Linked DNA regions of Hordeum vulgare: region 2 is linked to region 1. The links are chromatin contacts, called in public Hi-C maps. All regions are on one chromosome and are shown on one strand. The core of a region is the stretch at or near the end of the contact, and the rest is flanking DNA. Distances in the headings are between cores, read along the strand shown. Region 1 holds the start of LOC123444162. Region 2 has its middle 130 kb from the start of LOC123444164.

Evidence for each region. Hi-C and Micro-C count contacts between places; a contact is called where the count stands out from the background.
Region 2: a contact with region 1 is called in a Hi-C map of leaf, with 6 times the contacts expected there. The contact joins the enhancer-like site here to the promoter of LOC123444162 in region 1. A contact is called at or near these places in 3 of 6 Hi-C or Micro-C datasets (leaf and seedling).

What each region holds. Positions count from the first base shown.
Region 1 is chr3H:443,105,613-443,113,273 of MorexV3_pseudomolecules_assembly, reverse strand. It overlaps LOC123444162, which reads right to left and starts at 4,324. Exons shown (of 10, transcript XM_045120796.1): 1 at 3,773-4,324; 2 at 3,581-3,658; 3 at 2,376-2,508; 4 at 1,837-2,075; 5 at 1,644-1,746; 6 at 67-167. The coding sequence starts at 4,309.
Region 2 is chr3H:443,246,692-443,254,352 of MorexV3_pseudomolecules_assembly, reverse strand. It overlaps the pseudogene LOC123444165. Among protein-coding and RNA genes, the nearest start is that of LOC123444164, 130 kb to the right of the region's middle. Within about 2 kb of position 4,697, at least 3 of the 3 cell types and tissues checked have open chromatin away from gene starts, as enhancers often do. A contact at or near this core is called in leaf and seedling, where this site is marked.

The DNA.
Region 1 (7,661 bases), core at 3,075-5,574:
ACAACGAAGATTAGCAGGTTCCTGTCCATGTATTGAATATGTCAACCTGCTTGATGGTCAACTTACAAGAGGCACAAACAACTTGAGCGAGGAGTTGGATGTTGTGTAGTCAACTGATGAGGCCAGAGTAACAATTGCTGCCAGCTCTGGATCAGCCCCTTCGAATCCTTGTGAAGCAGAGGAAAAAGGAGAGATGGTACTTAGTGCCGTGTCTTGGTAATAAAATCGGATCTTCTGATATAACAAGCAAGCTTAGAAGAACAAAAAATAAAGACTGTAGTGTTAAAAATCACAAGGGCATGTGTAATGGAAGAACATATAATAAAATACTAAATCAGTGGTCGGAAATAATGTACATGTACTGGAAGCATGTCCTGAAATGGATAAGAAACTAAAACACATAACTGATAGATAGCTTTCAAGGAGACAAGATGTAAAAATTATTGGCTGCAACAGACCTAATTTTATATTACGAAGTCATAACCATTAAATTTTGAACAAAGGCACTATTTTCATTGAATATAAACAGAAATTATCACAAAATAGAAGGAAGAAAAGCAATAGCCTATCTTGCCACATAAGAGCTCCTATAACCCTAGCGCTGGTAGTGTGCCAATTACTAGCCCCATCCCTAATGTTGCACAGTTAGAAGGTGCACTAGTTTTGCAAAATCCTGAGACTGTTCTCTTTCCAAATCTACCATAAGACAAGCAGAAGTGCAAAACTAGGGTTGCCGGTGCCACCGAGCACCTATTGCGAGCCAACATTCATGACCCACCTGTTAGGAAGTAGGATATTAGTATTGGTCTAGGAGTCCTTATTAGACTATGTTTCCTTTCCTTGCACCTCAAGTCTTGTGTAATATATATATGCCCCTTGGGCCTTCATTGGAGATAAGTTGCTTTCGTAACACCATCACCCCGCTAACCATAAGGAGGTTTTTACCCAGCAGGCCAGCATTGATGGCAGTTTAGTCAATTAGTCTACGGATGCCTTCTTTTTTGTGTTAACTATGTCGCTTTCATTTTGAGACTATGTTTGTTACTTGTAAGGGATGTGTGCATCTTGTTATGTAAAGGCCGGGAGTGAATTCACACGGTTGAATGGCCTTGATGCGACCGTCTACAAAATTCCCTTTTTCGAAAAATCTTCCAAACCTTGACAAGATTTGACCGTGTATGGATGCCTGATAGCAGTCCATTAAGTTTTATCAAACATCCAGTAAGCTCTATTTAAAGGAAATACTAGCAGGAATTAGCCACCAGGGATTAGATAAAGCAGACAAGACAGGTTGCCGTAATTTCTTAATACTACAGTGGAGTGTATTCATGACTTCAAACTTTGCCTTTGCTTTAGTGCTCAATGGCCAAAAGCTATGGTGCAAGGGATAGTTCCTCAGAGACTTCCAGAACCGCATATCAAACAAACAACAAATAAAATTCGAAGGCGTCCATGGATACTTGTGCAGATAATTACAGTTATCAATGATAGTGTAACATTGATGCGTCATACTTCAGCTTTCCTAGCCTCACCTACTAGTTGAAGATGTGAAATATTCCATTTGCTAAAACAAAAAATGCTGTTTTTCCTGCTCTAAGAAAGGTTAGTGGAAAACCCAAAAAGGACAGGTCAATGGAACATACCACACTTTGAAATCATTGCATACAACAAGATTCCTCCCATAGAATGACCAATAGCAACCAATTTTCCATCCTTGGGTACACTCTGCTGTTTTATATAATCTATCTGCACAAACAAAAAAGCATCTTAATTCTTACTAAGCAGTTCAAGGTACCTTCAATTAATCTATCAACAGTGAAGAGTATGTCTACAAACCGCTGCAGGTACATCCTCCTCCAGGTAATGGTCGAAGTCCCAATCATAGCTAACAATCAGCTCCAACTGCTTCTGAAGATCTTCTATGGTTGTGGAGAGGCGTTCCTGCCAGCCAAATAACCGAGGGGAAACATTTTGTTGACCTTCCCCAAGAATCTTCACAAGACGCTGGCTTAATTGGCTAATTTGATCATATATTGCTGACGTCTGTGGCAATTCCATCAACCCTAGAAATTTGTCTGCAACCTCCTCAAGACTACTAGTTAATGAGGCATCAGGGACAAGTTCTGTCACTCGATCAAAAAAACTGTCAGTGATGTTTCTCAGTTGGCTATCTTTTACATAACCTGAAAATGTTACACTCAATTGTGCCAAAGCATTTGCTAACTTTGTCACCAGCTGTGGTTCTTCTGATGTGTTTGTTTCTACCACATTTGTGTCTGTTAGTACTGGAACTTCAGAACTTTGAGGTTCGTTAGTTGACATATCCTTGGCAGGAGGAACAACATTTACTTTCTGTGTCAAAATTTTATCCACACCTGAATTAGAGGACGTGTCAGACTTGGTGCTAGCTGCAGCTAATTCTGATCCACGTGTGCTGAGGCCAGCACCACGCAGCTCAACAATCCATGTATCAAACCCTTGCATAGACATATGACGGGCAAAGGAAGCCTGTCATCATTTCATATGCATTAATGGAAGAACGGGGTAAAGGGGAGGCCATAAAAGAAATGCCTATAAACATGACAACAATAACAAGGAAGACAGTCGATGTATAAATGTTTTCTTGTTGAGTACATAACATATATTAATACATAATACAAAACAAGACAGGTAACGATATGGATCAAACTATTTTTTTCGAAAGAGCACCAGAACTGTTATAGAGGCAGGAATACATTTTTGATATAGTTTAACTCCTGTGATACAAGCACAACAGCAATTACACCTGTCATTGGACTCTTGAAAAGTGGACAAGCATAGCCAAGCTTAATAAGTTCTACAGATTCTCCTTCGTAAATTGTGTACAAGAAGCCAACAACTTAGGCAAACAGTCGCTGTAACAGTTAATAGAAAACTGAAAATATGAACTTGTGCTTTCCGTTTAAAGTGTGTTGTTTCTATATTTGTGCAAGATATGGTACTTCATTGCCGTCTAGCTGCATCCCAACCAGTACCATTAGTTATGCAAGTAAACATCAATTGCACCTCTTAACTAATTTCATATTAGCAACGTAAGAACTAATAACCATCCGCTGTGCAAGCAGACACTATGTTCTGTTCACACCAAATTTGATAACAACTACATGTAAACGTTTTCAAATTTTGGTACCTTTACGTCTGCTGAATGCTGTATCCCATCAGATGTGCTTATTGGAATAGCAATAATAGTAACACAATAAAGATGCCAATAAACATAATACAAACTTCTCTTGAAGAGAAAATGTTGTGTTTGTTTGTTCATAACACTCGGTTTACCCCATGATATTTTTATCGAACTTTCCTTTCTAAAATTTGGAGTGTGAGCTAAGGCATTTTTAAGTGTCACTCTAACCTAAGCTACTCCGTGTGATACGTGAGTCCAAGCTAAAAGATGGCTACCAGTTTGCATTTGCAACATCATTATACAAGCAATTTACAGAGATTAATGAAGCATCATATGGGCTTCTTCACAAAAAAACAAAATGTACTGTTTACAGCCCGATCTATCGATAGGAGTAGCATAATCATTAGATGAACTCACCCCAGGGGACAGGTCGAATCCCACGGCATTGGTGGCCACTCCGGACAGCAGCATCAGTGGGTGGTTCCTCTTGGGCGCCTGCGTAAGCCAAGCGAGCACGAGATCAGCAACGGAACAAAAGCAAGCGTAACGAAGCCGCGCCCACCGCCCAGCCGCAGGATCAAAGCACACACCTCAGGCGGCGGGCGGTACCTCCAGAGCGCGAGCCGCCACTCGGTGCCTGGCACGGGCGCGTAGTGCAGCTCGTCCGCCGTGCAGATCGCGGGCTTCGCCCCTTTCTCGCAGTCGCACGCCGCGGCCGCGGAGGCGAGGACCCGCGAGGTCGATGGCGAGGAGGAGGGCGGTGGCGGCGGAGGTTCCGAGGCGCTGTAGGAGGCGAAGGCGCGGAGCCGCAGCGGCGGGGCCGGCGCGCACGGGGAGGCCCGGACGATGGAGGAGGAAGAGAGGTGCGCGACGGCGGCGCCGGCGAGGAGGGCCCGGAGGCTGACGCCGTGGAGGAGCGGCATGGCGTTGGGCGGTCGGGGTCCTCGGCTTTGTTTTGTTTCTGGCGTGTTCTCTTTGCTTCGTCGCCGATTTGGTTTTCACCACCCGGTCCGACGCCGACCGACCGACCGACCGAACGGTATGTGTGGGCAGCGGTGGTTCTTCAGTTTGACACGGCGGATAATGTTGCACTGTTGCCGCTAGGGCCGATGACAGACGGAACTGAACACTTATCAGTGGTCGCATTTGTTTCTCAAAAAATGTGGTTTAGCAGAAGACAGAAACGAAAATGAACACTAGAACAGCCGCTCGGCACGAATGACCAGCTATCTTGTACTCCCTCCGTTTCTATTTTTTTTTTTTGAAATTCCACTATGTATTTACATACATATATATATATATATATACATAGACATATTTTAAAATGTACATCATTTATTATGTTTCATGTATAGTCCGTAGCAAAATCTATAAAAAAACTTATATTTAGAAACAAAGGGGTACTAGGAATCAAAGAAAAAAAGAAATAGATAGATTTTCGAAAAGGAACACTTTATTGTTAAAAAAAATTATAAGCATTACACTGGACCTCTTTATCATAACTAAAATGCACACAGTCAAACAATATTATCTCACATAAAAATAAAAAAATAAAAGGCGAGATACAAAGAAACATGTAGAGTCCGTATAACGTCATGTTGGATAAAAGTATCCCTCGTTATATTCTTTAATCGTGTACACATCTTCGTAAACAGGTCTTGATTCTCCAAACGTTACAGAAAGGACCATAAACGAAGAGTCCCAATACTTGTGTAAATAACCTACATAAAAGAATTACTTTTATCCTTAAAAACCTTATCATTTTTACATAGCCAAAGCGACCAAATAATGGCAAGTGCTCCCACGCTAAGAGCATCTCCAATAGATGATGTATATTTTCGTGTTCCAAACCGGTGATGCTTCAAATTTGAAGCACCAAAAAGTGTTTTTACATCTTCAAAAAAGGCTCAACTCCAACAAATGATCCAAAACGGAGATGTAAAAAAAAAGAGCAACTCCAAGAGATGGTCCAAAACGAAGATGTAAAACGACCAACTACTACTTCATCTCATACATAAATTCAACTACTAGACGAAACTACTCCTCGTTGTCGGAGCTGCGGAACTGCTCCCAGAACTCGTCCTTGTCCGGGTTATCGCACCCCTCATCCTCCTCATCGGAGTCACCCCAGTCCTCATCCGACGACTCGATAGGGATCACAATCGAGGGGGCGACCTCGTCCTCCTTCTTCACCCCCTTCTTTTTTGCCTCGACGTCGCACTTCCAGTAGTGCTCCAGCTCGGCCTGGACGTACTGCGGATGCTCTCGTGCCAACCGAGCCATCACCGCCTCGTTGCTCTCGCTGGGAGCGACGACAACGGCCAGTCTCTTCTTCGCCTTCTTCGCCGGCATCTCCTCCATCCGGATGCCCTGCGGCACGAGCCACTCCGCCACCGCCCGGGCCTCGACCTCCATGAAGTTGAGGTCCGCATTGGCCGTCCGGCACGCCACACCGCCATGTCGTAGGCACGCGCGGCCTCGTCGATGGTGGGATATGTCGTGGGAATGACCCTGACAATAGTACCAAGGGGTACGAACGGAGGGGCGAAGTCTAACTAGGCGCAGCGGATGCACTCGGATTTACGAGTTCATGCCCCACTCGGAAGTGGTAACAGCCCTACGTCTCGAGTCGTGAGGCTGGTGTTTTCTTATGGGAGGTGTAAAAGATTACAAGTGTTGAACCCTTGAGCTGGATCCCGGGAGTGGCTTATATAGTAGCTTCCACGACCGACCGAGCTTCATTACAAGACAATTAATGGTAATAAAGAGGGGAGTTACTAGAAACGTCAACTTTAACCCTTGGCGTTACTAGTAATGTAAGTCTTCATTGCACTTCATGTGATGGATTAAGTTGTAACGCCCAAGATACAATCCTATCCTTATTTTAGCACGAGGGCCCCATAGGGATAGAAGCGCATCTCGTCGTTTCGTAAGAATAGATATCGTTACAAGTACATGTACTGAAGATAAGAGTATATGGAATTGGCTTACACTCGCCACAAGCTACATCAGAGTCACATCAGTACAATACATAAATATCACGAAGAAGAGCAAGGTCCGACTACGGACAAAAACAAATGAGAAAAGAACGACGTCCATCATTGCTATCCCAGGCTACCGGCCTGAAACCCATCCTAGATCGATGATGAAGAAGAAGAAACTCCAAATAAACAATCAACACGCTCGCGTCAAGTAATCCTTTAACTGTACCTGCATCTGTTGTTGCAGTAATATGTGAGCCACAGGGACTCAGCAATCTCATTTCCAAAGGTATCAAGACTAGCAAAGCTTAATGGGTGAGGTAAGGTTAAGTGGTGAGGCTGCAACAAGCGACTAAGCATTATTTGAGGTGGCTAACTTAAGAGTACAAGAATAGGGGGGTGAACTACACATAGCGGACGTGAACTACTGATGATCAAATGAATGATCCTGAACACCTACTTACGTCAGGCATAGACCCACCGTGTCCTCGATCGGGGAAGGAGCTCACGAAAGAGACAGTCACGGTTACGCACTCAGTTGGCAAGTTTTAATTAAGTTAACTTCAAGTTATCTAGATCCGGATGTTAAACAAAGTTTTCACGTTGCCACATAACCGCGGGCACGGCTTCCCGAAAGATTAAACCCTGCACGGGTGCTCCAACTAGTCCATCACAAATTACCACAAGCCGCATAGAAATCCTCGATCACGAAACTCGCGATCTCGTCGGACTCCTTAGTGGAAAACCTCAACTCTGAGATTACCCAAAGCATCACCGAAATCCCGATGCACAAGACATTCATCAAAGGTAAAACTAATCCAGCAAGGCCGCCCGACGTGTCGACGATACCGATAGGAGCCGCGTATCTCGTTCTAAGGACACGACGGGTTGTCCAAACTTCCGGTAGGCCAAACACAGAGTTGCCCCTGGTTGCCACCGGCGGTTGACAGGTTGGACCAACACTCATGCGGAGCACTGACCCGGGGGTTGATTAATTACTCCGCGGGTGCCGGCGGGTCCCTATGCATTTTTATTAGGTTATTAGGCAAATGTAGTACCAAAGTTGGGCCTTGCCAGACCAGCTTTAATCTAAGACGAATTATCAAGGGGGTCCCCATAACAACCCCGATCGTGTTAGGAGCGCTCAATTATGGAATATATCACCGGTAGCCGAAACTAAGGGGGTAAAGGTGGAACAAAACACCGGGCTAGAAAGGTCGAGCCTTCCACCTTTTACCAAGTATATAGGTGCATTAAATTAAATAGCATTAATAGGGTGATACAACAAGGAACCCATGTTATCACATGGAAGCAACTACACTTGCAGCTAGCAACGCTAACACATGGTTAAGCAAGCGGTAACATAGCCAATTAGTTGTTTGCTAGGTTGTGAACAAGTCGAAGGTTTTCATGGCAATGTTGAGAGGCTGATATTTAACAGGTGGTAGGTAGCGAGACATGGCGATAGAAACGATAAAACTAGTATGGCAATGATAGTAATGGTATCTAGGGAAATG
Region 2 (7,661 bases), core at 3,448-5,947, 140 kb before region 1:
AAGGATCTGAACATAATATCTTTCTCCAAGTAAACCAATTAGCATCAACTACATGGTGTAATCAACACTACTAGTAACCCACATGTACCAATCTAAGGTTTTGAGACAAAGATTGAATACAAAAGATGAACTAGGGTTTGAGATAAGATGGTGTTAGTGAAGATGTTGATGAAGAATGCCCCCCCCCATGAAAGAGTAAGCGTTGGTGATGACGATGGCTTTGATTTCCCCCTCCTAAAGGGAAGTTTCCCCGACAAAATCTCTTTGTCGGAGAGCAAAAGGGCCTCTGCCCAGGTTTCTGCCTCGATACGTCGGCGCTCCGTCCCGATAGTATCCTTATAATTTTTTTAGGGTAAAACACACCATATAGGAGAAGACGGAGATCAGGAGACCTCTTGGGGCCCCACAAGGCAACATGGCGCACCATGTTAACTTGTGGCCAGCATGTGGCCCCCTATGATATTTTTTGTCCGAATAATTCTTATATATTTCATAAAAAGTCTTCGTGAAATTTTAGGTCATTTAGAGTCGAGTGAATTTTCAGCCTTTTTCTTGGTTTTTAGATCTAGAATTCGAGTTTCTAGTAATTTCCCTCCTTGTAATGTACCTTGCATATTCAAAGAGGAAAAACATAAGAATTATATCATAATGAGGAATAATGGACAAGAATATCATGAATATCAATAAAAATTCCTGATGCAAAATGGAAGTATCAGTCCCATGCCCTTCAAGTCCACCGGCGAGAGCTAAACCGTCAACCACGGCGCCGCAAGAGTCGTCATGTCCATGATAATAGTCAAATTGAATGTCGCATCAGTTTTGACTAGTCAAATTGGATACCACGTCACATGAAAGCACCACCCAATCATCTGAGGGGGCTAATTTAACCATTATGGATAGTTCGAGATTGCCTTCCAAAGGCTTCTTCCAATGCATCGGTGCTTAGATGAGGTTCTAAGCGTATTAAAAGCCATAGCAACTAGTCTTGCCAATCCATAAGTGCTTAGTTTTTGTTGTTAAGCTTTTCTCATGAAATTGTTTAATACCTAAATTTCTTCATGCATTGGTTGGCAGTCATTTTGCATAGGTTCATGCGCTTAGCATAGTTACCTCCCAAAGTCACCATAATGCTCTCTCTCTTCTTTAATTGCTTTGTCACATCATTTTTTTGCTTATGTGGCATCCTTAGCACCCGTACTCGATGAAGCACAGGGAAGGGCCAAGCTACATGTAATGGCTAGTATCGTAAGTTAGTATCATGCATATGATACTAGTGTATGATACTACCTGTGTAATTCATAGTATCATAGAGTATTATCTTAAATGACCTTATTTATTGTCATATAAGACACATACTAGTATAATATTATTATGATATGGTATCATGATATGACATTCAACTCTCTCTTTCTTCATTTAATTCTATATCATGTCATCAAAATTATCTAGCTCACATGTATGATACTAGCTATGATACTCTCATTACGACAAGCATAACTCGTTTTGACGTTGGGAAAATAAATAGAACTAGTGCATGAGGTCATCTTTAAAACATGTACATATTTATTTTAAAAGCATCTGAACATATTTTTATTTCATGAACAATTTACAAATTCTTGAACATTTTGTGTGTCGAAAAAGGGACAATGTTTTTTTGGGCAGTCGGTCTTCCACATTTCTTTTTCTCCAACAAACAAGCGTACATATTTCTAAGCAACGAGTCACTTTCTAGTCATTGGGCGAGACCATCCACGTGGTTCGGCGTTAATCTTTCGCTAGGCCCCCTCTCAAGTTGGGTTCCTTTATTTAGGCACCTTGTCCCAAAATGATGGAGTGACTATTTAGTGGGTACCCTTTAGAGGGCCAACCTAGTGGACACGTTTTGGGGAGTTCTAGAGCGCGACGCTAGGACCCCCTCTCGAGTTGGGTTCCCCTACTTTAATGTTTTGTCTCAGAATGCCATGAGTGACTATTACCTCAGTAACCCTTTACGAGACAACCGAGTGGATGTTTTCTCGGCATTCCAGTGCGTCACATGGCGTGCATTGGGTGTACCAACACTAATAAGTTTTTTGCACGCTCGATTGGGGGGGGCGTCCATGGTGGTGGCACGGGTTGGTTTTTGAATTTTGTCTGATTTTGTTTTTGTGGATTTTATTTCCTTTTCTTTCTTTCTCTTTTTGTCCCGTTAATCATACGCATAAGAAAACATAGTTGTTCTTCATGATGAAGCATAGTTGTGTTTTTCCGCAAAGCACATATGTGATTTTCGAGTGCTTCTCGAAAAGGCACAAACATGGTTTGGTGTGACGCAAATTTGTTCTTTTCATTGGTGTGCTTGCTAAAAAGCACACACTTGTGCTTCGTATTGAGGCAATGTTGGGATTCATGATGAAGCACAACTATACTTCCTTAGAAGTGAAAAGGTATACATCTCCTTTCAAAAAAAGTGAAAGGTCACTTTCCGGTTATTTTTTATATTATTTTTTTCATTTTTCCATTTTTTTTCTTTTTTGGTCTTGTATGTTTTCTATTTTTTATTTTTCCCTGGGTTTTTTCCAGGAAAGAAAGTTTATCAAACTATTAACATTAAATCTAGTTTTAGAGATCTTGATGTGGCAAACACAAAGAAGAAAACGGTTCATAATGTGGACACACAGTTTAAGAGATAAAACGATCTAAAGAACTAGGAGTGAATTCCACTTTTTATCCTGTGGTTGTACATTTGTGATACATATCATCCTATTTAGTGGAACTTTTATTGAAATATCATATTTTGGAGATTTTTAACACGGCTTACCCAAGTTTTGCATTTTCCTTATTTATCTTAGATATGATGAGCATATTGCGTCCATGATTCATTAAAAAACGTGTAAAGATCGGAGAGTACCGTTGACGATTACGCACATACTTATTTTGTCCACCTTTTTCATTCCTCGTTGTCGCCCGAATATTTTGGGTCTCCAATGTTATCTCACACCTTGCCTAATGGACGTGTATAGAAAACGAGAGTTCAAAGCTTCTAAAACAATATTTTAGATGAATTTTCACTTGACTGGATAATTAGTGTCACAAATGCAGATATAGTGTGTAAAATATGAAATTCACTCAAGAATTAATGAATGAAATAAACTGTCATGTTATGACATGTGTCACATATACATGTATCACTCGCCACCACAAGTGTACATGCGAGGTGTTGTGGAGGAGGACCGAGGGAGTTGCGTACGTGCACAGGAGGGATAGACAATGACACTTGCAAGAGTTACCCTCTAAGAAGTGATTAAGAAAGAAGTGGCGCCGCATCTTGGCCGGCCCATCGGCGCTCTCTAGTAACTCATGTGAAGCTATTGTGGCAAGTTATTTTTTCAGTTCTGATTTTTAGAGGTTTTTCGGTTCTCATTCAGTTTCCAAAAAATATAAAAAAATAATTATTAAAAACTAAGCACTTACTGAAATTTTATTTTAAAATTGTTATTTTTTATAAAATGCAAAACACTTCAAATTTTCTAAATATATGTTGAAACTTTTGTGAACTTTCTTAAAAATATGAAAAAGAAATTATAATGAACAGTACAGTTTTAATATTTTTCTAAAACTCTTATAACTCTTAGAATCAAAATATTTAAATTTTAAATATTTTTATATAAATAAGAAAAATGAAAAGAGAAAAATAAATAAATAGCAAGCATAAAAATAGAAAACAAAACGGTGGAGAAAACAAAGAACGAGAGCCATTTAAAAACTACTAACATATCGCGAGGGTGGGAGTAAAAAAAAATATTGGATATTGTCCGGTAGGTTGCACGTAACTTTATTACTCTGAATTGAGTAAAAAAAGACTTTATTACTCTGAATCAAGAATGTTTAGAGGTATAGAAATTGGGTCATAGGGATGACCTGCCATACATGGCATTTTATACGTAAAGTTGTTGTGTGTTGTGCAAGCCTATGCGCCTTGAAGTTAAAATTTTACGTTCGCGAATAAAAAGGCAGCTATCAAAATATGATTTCCACTTGTTGATCTCCCTGATGATTGCACCATAAGCACCCTAAAATCCCTGATCGATAACTTGCAGCTCCATTGAATAATCCGATACAGCTTCCACTTTGTTAAGATTTAGGTCTTTTGTTGATAATAACTTCTTCTGTAGGTGGCCACTAGTAAAGAAAAATAAGGGATCACCCCCCAAAAAAGCCCTAATTGCTCGACCGCCTCACTGGGCGCCCCGGGACCTCCTGTGGCGCTTTCAGCGCCGGATAGGGAACCGGCCCCTACACCGCTCTTTCTCGTGGGCCGGCTCATGTAGAATGCGTTGCTCATTAAAAGGTTCATAGAATTTTTAAAAGTTCAATGATTATCATTAAAAGTTTACCAATTTTTGAAATATGTTCATGGATTTTTAAAAATTTCATAGAGTACGAAAAAATCATCAATTTTCAAAAAAGTTTACAATTTTTAAAAACAGTTCACTGATTATTTTTTAAAGTTCACAAATTTTAAATTATGTTCACTGATTTTTAAAAACGTTCACTGATTTCAAAAAATTAGTTCATCAATTTGTGAAAAAGTTTACCGATTTAAAAAAAATCGATTTGGAAAAAGTATACGCACTAAAACAAAAGACAGGAGTCTAAATGGACCGGCCCATTACAGAGCGCCACACGCACCGGTTAGCAAAATTTCACTGTAACCGGCGCGTGTGGCGCTAAATAAAGTTTATCGAACACCCCTTTATCTCTACTAATAAAAAGCACGACAGGGCAGATCCAAATCACAATCTCAGCCGTCTAATCACTTCATCAACGGCCTAATTATGTTGTTAACAAACCTTCGGCGCTAACGAAAACTCCTCGTCGCTAACAAAAACTCCCGATCGATCTCTCTCTGGAACTGCTCCCGCAAACCCCCGCTCACCCCGATCGCCCGCCGGCCCCGCGCCGCTCCCGCTCCCGCTCCCGCTAGCCCCGCTCGGCCGGCGCCCGCCCCCGCGCGCCGCTCCCACCACCTCCTCGCGCGACGCGACGGCGCCAATCGCCATGGGCCTCAAGCTCCTGCGGCTCGCGGCGACGCTCCTCTCCCCGGGGCCTCCGGCGCGGACGCGCAGAGCGCGATCCTGCGGGCGACGGCGCACCACCCGTCGACGGCCCCGCTGTACGCGCACCACCTGGACGCGCTCCTCGCCTTCAGCCGCGGCTCGCGCCTCTCCGCCGCGGCGCTCGAGGAGGCGTTCATGGACCGCCTGCGCGCCGCGGCCTCCGGCAGCGGCGACGCCGCCGTGGCCCTCAAGTGCCTCGTGGCGCTCAGGGTCCTGCTCGCCCGCGGCGCCTTCATCCTCCGCGACCAGCTCCTCGTCGCCCTCCTCCGCCACCCGGCCTCCGGCTGCAACCCGTTCGCGCTCGCCGCCTTCCCGCTGGGCCGCTCCTTCGTCGCGGCCTCCTGGGTCAGGTTCTCCGCGCGCCTGCTCGAGGTCCTCCTCCTCCTGCCGGACGCCTCCTGCGACGCCGAGTACCTCACCGTGCTCCCCAACCCGCACCTCGTCTCCGAGCTCGCCGCCTTCGCCTCCGTCGCCTGGGCCCCCGCGCGCCGCTCCCGCTCGCCCCTCCCGCAGCATGGGGCGCGCTCAAGTACTTCGTGCCGGCACTAGAGTGGGTGCCCCACTACGGCCTCGACAAGTTCAAGTTCGGCCTCCTCTCCGGGCTCACCATCGCCAGCCTCGCCTCCCCCCGCCACCGCGCCTCCTCCCGCCGCTCAACGGACCTCCTCCTCCACCCTAAACGAAGGGACAGCGGCGACGGCGGTTCCAGACCGGACGGCGTCACGGTCAGGTATGTCCTGCTCCCTCTCCCCTCACTTCTCACCATCAGAAGAGTCTGGGACAGGGAGTTATCTTCTGCAATGGGTATTACCTCAACTAGCGATTTCATGAGTAAATTTAGATATCCCAGAGGCACTTTTAAGAAACAGAAAAGTTAAGTGTTATGTGCCAATTTTAGGCGTTTACACCACCATTCCCCCAGAGTATATCGCACTGTTGCAAGCTAAAGACAAAAACTGACATGAGATTTATTTAACATGCAGAGATTGGATGGTACTTCAAATGCAGAGTCTGAAGCTCTGCTCAAATCTCTATCGATGTTTGGAAGAGCAGTTGAATATATATGTATGTTTTCTGTACCAAAACAAGCCATGATCCACTCTCTCAAGTTCTTCGCAATTCAATACTCAACATGGGTGTGCCGAGAGGAGCATGTAAAGTCGTCAAAATGCACTCTAAAAGATGCCATCTGTTTGCACATTGACAAGATAATTGTGTCTTCAGCAGACTCCTTGTGCAGTGGGTTGATGCTACAAAGATCCATCTTGCAAGACATCAGGAATGCAAACGCAAGGAGCCATCATCACTGGATAATCGAAAATGAGTAATTCCTACTGCTAATCTGAGGCCTCTTTGCGATTCCGGTTGCATTTTACCAGCCTATTGTCCCTTTGATGCTGGAAAAGCAAGGGAGAGAGACAGAGCGCCTGACATATCAGTAGGCGGTGTATCTCCTTTATTCCACTTTTCTTCAACCATCGGTTTTCTAGAAGATGTGTTGTCCCCAGTGCTGGCTTGAGATCCTGTGTGTTCTGTTCAGGTAAATCTTCAGACTGAACGGTCATGCTATTTCTAGTCGCTGCATCATCCACCGAGTGTATATCTGCATCATCCACCACGTTTAGATCTAGCAGAAATGTGCACTTTCCATTACTCTTTGAGATTCCTACCATGGTCTTATTGTCAGTGCAATCATGAACAGGTAAAGCTGCCAGAGGGTGTGCCTTGGATGATAACCTTCCATCTCTGATCCTCCACCCTAAACAAAGGGACAGGGGCGACGGCGGTTCCAGACCGGACGGCGTCGCGGTCAGGTATGTCCTGCTCCCTCTCCCCTCACTTATCCCGACCGGACAGCATCAGATTCCAGGAGAGTACGATCAGCGTCATTGACATTCAGAAAAGCAGCTAGGGTAAAAGAAGCACGCAATGCTGCATTTGTTCTTGTAGCTGGTGGTCTTGGTGAAAGACTTGGTTACAAAGGAATTAAGGTAATGTGGTTCGAGTTCCTAATAGTGTATTTACAGCCAAGAATTGGAAAGACTGTCGTGTTGACGTATCATAGTTAAAATTTTGTATTCATGATTTGCAATGGTAGCAGGTATATACATCAATTTGCTCGATAAATCATGCTTTAGAGCATCCATATCCCAAGGTGGTAAGCAAACGCTAAGGGCGGAGGAACTGGCTAGCACCAGTGCTAAGGGATGTGAGAATAGGTGCTAGGAAATTTTTTAGCATCAATGCGACGCCAAATAAATTACTTTTAATTAGCTCATGTATATGAAATTGCAATTTAAATGACAAAACTAAAGAACATAGCATCTATAGTTGGCCCTATGAGATGTGCTAGAAAATACTTAAAGAAGTGTATATATAGAAATCTGATTTATCCACCTTGGCACTAGATTTTTAGAGACAATTGGGATGTGGATGCTCTTAGCAGATTATTTTTTTTGCTGTCATGCAGCTGTGGTACTGTTTTGTGTTATTTTATCAGAATATTTCCACTTTCACACACTGTGCTACAATACATTTTCAACACTTGTTGGATAGCAGTAT